Linked DNA regions of Oryctolagus cuniculus: region 2 is linked to region 1. The links are chromatin contacts, called in public Micro-C maps. All regions are on one chromosome and are shown on one strand. Each heading gives the region's core, a stretch centred on a gene start, on an enhancer-like site or on the middle of the called end of the contact. The rest is flanking DNA. Distances are from core to core; before and after follow the strand shown.

What was found. A called contact is a pair of places that touch in the nucleus more often than the background predicts.
Region 2: a contact with region 1 is called in a Micro-C map of ear pinna, with 4 times the contacts expected there. The contact joins the enhancer-like site here to the promoter of SNIP1 in region 1. A contact is called at or near these places in 2 of 6 Hi-C or Micro-C datasets (ear pinna and an unstated tissue).

Annotation. Positions count from the first base shown.
Region 1 is chr7:135,212,999-135,215,599 of mOryCun1.1, reverse strand. SNIP1 (Smad nuclear interacting protein 1) reads right to left here and starts at 1,300. Exons shown (of 4, transcript XM_002720662.5): 1 at 986-1,300. The coding sequence starts at 1,209. It overlaps DNALI1 (dynein axonemal light intermediate chain 1), which reads left to right and starts at 1,972. Exons shown (of 6, transcript XM_008273652.4): 1 at 1,972-2,129; 2 at 2,516-2,601. The coding sequence starts at 2,016.
Region 2 is chr7:135,304,990-135,307,590 of mOryCun1.1, reverse strand. No RefSeq gene overlaps it. Among named protein-coding and RNA genes, the nearest start is that of ZC3H12A, 19 kb to the right of the region's middle. Within about 2 kb of position 1,325, at least 3 of the 8 cell types and tissues checked have an H3K27ac peak or open chromatin away from gene starts, as enhancers often do. A contact at or near this core is called in ear pinna, where this site is marked.

The DNA of each region.
Region 1 (2,601 bases), core at 51-2,550:
CTTACCTACTAACACAAACACATTTGTGAAAGACTGCTGATCACACCAAAGGAGCCGGGGGGCTTCCCGTTCCTCACCTACTCTCCCGCCTACGCCGCTGCCTCGGAGCCTCGGATCCTCCTCACTCAGGGAACACGGCTCTCCATCCCCTACCCTTTGAAGACTCTCCTGTCCAGGTCTGTCCCTTGGCTGTTCGCCCACCACCATGCAGAAGTCACTCTCATCACCACAATTCACGGGAGGCACCTCCTCCCCGGCCCACCTCATCGCTACCATCCTCCTCCTCCTCCACGATCACGACTTCTAGCTCACGTTCCTTGCACGTTTCCTCGGCGGCCAGATCACTCAGGTCTCTGCTCAAACGGCACCTCTTTCAAAGAGTTCTATCCCCGCTTCCTTCCAGTCTCTCACGATCACCTTACTGGGCCGACCTAGCCCTGAGACCTGTTGCCATCGGAAACTGTTTTGTTTGCATGTTGGCAGTCTTCCTGGGGCTCAAGCTCGTCCAATTTCACGAAAGCCTCACCCGTGTGGCCCAGGTCCCTAGTGCACTCTTTAGTACCCTATAGGCATTCAGTAAAAGTACGCTGAACGATGAACAAACAGTGCACCTAGCAGATCGCTTATACTCGCGTGGGGTGGATAAGGGCGAAGACAACGCCCGCACTCCCTGCGCGGGCAGACGGGGGGAAAATCTTTCAACTTAACGGACGATGAGTGCTAGCCGCTGGGCCACGCGCTCCGCGAAGTGCTGGCGACACACGAAAGAGGGGGCGAGGCCCTGACCCACAGGCATCAGCTCGACCCCAGCTGTCACGCAAGTAACCAGCACCGGAGCACACACGCCTTTACCCGAGCGCGACCCGGCCACTCCCACCGCCTCCCGCTGCTGGGCTCGGCATTCAGAACCCACTTCTGATGCCGGCCCTGTGCTCTTTTCTCAATGAGTCCGACCCAAGGTCCACCCCGGCTGTTCTCTGCTTACCGGCTCTCTCCCCGGGCTCTGCTCCCGCGGTGGCCAGGGCGGCCCGGCTCGCCGGCCGGCGGGGACGGAGTAGCGCCGAGGTCCGGCCGGCGGGGGGCGGGCGGCTCGGCTTCCGGGCTGAGGCGCTCCTGCTTCACCACCACCGCCGCCGCCGCCGCCGCCACGTCCCCCTCCCGGTGCCTCCGCCGGCTCCTCCGCTCCCGCTCGCTCTTCACCTCTTTCATTCTGCGACTCGGGTCGGGCAAAAGAAAAGAGGTCCGTTGAGCCACTCTCTCCGAAGGAAATGACGAGCTTGACCTCTGGACTTCCGCTTCCGGGGTGTGAGCTCTCCCAGCAACCCTCGCGGCGGAGCGCTGAACATGTGACGGCGCCCCCCCCGTGGGCGGGGCTGCAGGGAGCCGGCCCGAAGGGCGGGAGTTTTAAGTTTGGAAAGCAAACTACTGGGGAAAAGCGAACCTCTCAAGTTAATTCTTCACCGCGTAACTACAGAGCATGTGGGCAACCTCAGTGTACAGCTGTAGGGGGCTCCTTAGCCAATCACTGGGCATTACGTAGCTATTAGTAACGTTATCACGAACCATATACCGCTTTGTGGAAAAAGCCCGGACCGACACGGTAGAGGAAGGCGACGAAACTGCGCGCCAACCGTGATTCCATTTGGCCTTGGAAATACAAAAATGCAATCATAGTAGCCCGTGGACAAATCCTGCTATGTCAGTTCGCCATTTAACCTTGAGGAATACTTTTTAAAGCCCTGGGGATTCCAGAGACCCTCTTTTGGGGAATGGTCTCCAGCCCTTCACTGAGGTGACAATCTTGGGGCTCAGCGAAGGGGGATCTACCCAATCACGCAAGTTGCGCGCTATACGCAGCGCAGGGACTCGAACCCCCGTCTCCCGGGCGACCCGGCTGGCAGCAAGATTAAGACGCCGAGTGCCGGGGCCGAGCGCCAGGGCTGCGCGGGACGCGTCCGCGCGCCGCGCCACGCCCACCCGAGGCCCCGCCCCGGCCGGGAGGGGGGGCGGTTTCCATGGTGACCGCAAACCAGGCCCCCATCGCCGCCATGATCCCCCCGGCCGACTCTCTGCTCAAGTACGACACCCCGGTGTTGGTGAGCCGGAACACGGAGAAACGGAGCCCCAAAGTGAGGACGGGCCTCGGGGGACCGGGCCAGGCAGATCCCCGCGGCGAGAGTCCGGAGTCCGGGGACGGGCCCTGGGACGGGCGGAGAGGGAGCGAGTGGTCCGGGTGGTCCAGATGTCGCTGGGTGTGAGCGCCGCAGGTTAGACCTGGTCGCGGGGAGACAGACGGTAGGGATTCCTCTCCCGGTAGTCGGGTTCAAGGACAGGTCAGGTCGCGATGTCCCCACCGCTACAGGTGGGAGCGCAGACGCCTGACCGCTTCCTCCAGAAACACTGGTCCGCGCATTGCGTTGGGACCAGGGACTCTTCACGGGCTGGGGGTAGGGGAGGGGGTGCGCAAGACCCGGAGGCGTCCAGGGGGCTGAAGGCCTGAATCGTCTCTTCCCAGGCTCGGCCACTGAAAGCCAGCCCCCAGCAGCCGGGACCCTCCAGTCCAATCCCACAGATAACCAAGACCAAGCTCCCCTCAACTTC
Region 2 (2,601 bases), core at 76-2,575, 92 kb before region 1:
CTCTCTCTCTCTCTCTCGGTCCCCAAGCTGCTAGGGACAGCAGAGCAAGGGAGACATCCTCGTGGGGCTCGCCATGCACCCTGGGGTGGGTGAATCATGGAAGGACCAAGGCCCACTGTGAGTATCACACAGGCTGAGGAGGACAGCCCAGCCTGGGGTACCTGAAGCAAAATAGGGAGAGGAGTGTCACGTTTGGGGGAGCCCAGTTCACACGGGGGCTGGGCCCAGCTGGGAGTGGGGTGTCAGGGCCTCAGGCAGGGGGAAGAGGCTGACTGCTCAAGTCACCCATCAGTCAAGCTTCAGGGCCCCACCTCCTGCACCTGCTGGAATCCTTTCTGGGGCCACACTGAGCTGACTCAGGAGGACTGCCCAGGTCAGCCATGAAGGCAGACACTCCGTGAGCACCGGGCAAGTGCGGGGCAGTGCACACGGGGCTGGGGCTAGAGCCAGGGTGGGGTGAGCCAGGGAGGCCTCCTCCATCAGACCGGGACCTCAGGGAGGCTGCCACTGCAGAGCCAGGACAGAGACAGGCCCGTGGGGGCAGAAGCAGCTGGAGCAGTGTGGCCTCCCCTCAAGGCCAGAAAACGTCCACGGGGGCCCGAGGAAGACGCAGCCACCAGCTGGAGTGGGGTGGGGTGGCCGCAGCTCTGGGCCTCACCCACCTGGTGCATCCCATTCCCCAAGGGCTCTGGTCCAAGCACCTGGCAATCCTGGGACCCCCAAGGACGACCCCTTAGTCACAGCCAGCCGGGGAAGCAGTCTCCGGGGTCATCTCACACCCTCAACCAGAACTCGCTGCCCGGGACTCTCTCTGGAGGGCAGACATCCTCGCATGGAAGCCCTGGCCTTGTGTGTTCCTTAGAGAAGCAAGGGCTGGCTGCAGGCCCTCCGCTCACACTTCGGGGGTCACTGAGAAAGGCGGGCGCAGCTTGGGATGCGTAGGGGCTGCACCCCAGCACTTCCCTCTGCCCTTCCCAGGCCCGGGTGAGAGCCCCCACGCAGACACCCCACCCTCACGACAGTCTCCAGCCCCACCTCCCAGAGGGCCCCCTACCCAGGGGTCCCACCTGGGGCCAGTGCCAGGGCGGCCCCGCCCAGCACAGTCAAATAACCGCTCGGACCCAGTCCGATTCCACTTTTCTAAGGCCAAGCGGGCAGTGAAGGTCAGCTTCAGACCCCAGAGGCGCTCTCCTCCCCTCAGCCCCCAGCAGGGGGCGCCGCAGTCTAGCTCCGGCCCCACTGCGCCCCCGAGGAGGGAGAGCGGCTCCGCCCGGCGCTGGGGCACCCCAGGAGCGTGGCGGCGAGGAGACCCCGCGCCGGCGGACCCTGAGAGGGAGGCCGCGGTCTGCAGCCGAGTCGCCGCCGGCGACACGGGCGTCCCCTCCAAGGGCAGGGCTTTTAGGGGTTTCGTTCCAGCTTCGGACTCCAGGAGAGGGCGCCACCAGCCGTCCCGAGGGCGGAACCAGAGGGATGGGGGGCCCCCCGGCCCGGCTGGGCGGCTCCCTGTCCGCGGGGCCCCGCGCGCCTCCGTTGCAAACCCACGCGCGGCCTTGGCCTGCCTGACTTCTCTCTGCCTCCACTACGTCTTTCCTTGGCAGCTTTGTAAGAGAAGCAGCACCTGCTGGAGCCACACACGCTCTTCCCTGAATTGGGGATCCAGGTTCCCCGGGGAGCGCGGGCGCGGGGGCGCGGGGCCAGGGCGAGCCTTTCGGGGGGGGGGGGGGGGCCAAGCGCCAAGCGCCTCCTCCCGACAGCTCCCCGGCCCTTGTCCTCTGAGTGTTTTCAGTTGGGTCCATTATGCGAAATTTCTTTTTGAACGCCGACATATTCAAATCCAGATGTTGTGCCCGCAGAACAAAAAGCTGCCTTCAAATTCTGTGAAGAGTGGCTTCTCGTCTTTTGAAGGAATAACATCTCCTGATAAGTGGATTTTTTTCCCTCCAGCCAAGAACCTGCTGCTCTGAATTCGTTAAAAACCAGCTGAATAGCCTGTCTCCATTAAGTCTCAGAAGTGGAGCAGGTGGCCAGGTGCATGGAGTGTCACCGTTGATGATGGATTCAGGACCTTGTGTAGGGGTTCGCCCAGAAGAGGAGGCTGGATTTTTTATACTTTTTTTTATTTATTCACACACTTTTGTTAAAAATTCAAGACGTACATTCTAATGGCACAAATGTAAGGTGGAATAGATTGGGGGAAAAAAATAAACCTCTCGAATAGCCCACTTCATTTTGCTGATTCAAGTAACAGCTCTCAGGAAGGAAGAATGCATTAAACATACCCACTGTAAAATAGTCCCAATTTCCTTAATATTACTTTTTAAAGTATACCTTACAGCAGGGGGAATATAGATTAGGTATTTGTTGGCTGTGATATGTGTACATATAGCCAATAAGAATTTTTATCAGTGCTGGCATCCCATATGGGTGTTGTTTCGAGTCCCAAGTTGCTCCACTTCGGATCCAGCTCCCTGCTAATGCACCTGGGAAAGCAGTAGAAGATGGCCCAAGTGCTTGGATCCCTGCACCCACGTGGGAGATCTGGAAGAAGCTCCTGGCTCCTGGCTTCAGATCAGCTCAGCTCTGGTTGTTGTGGCCATTTGG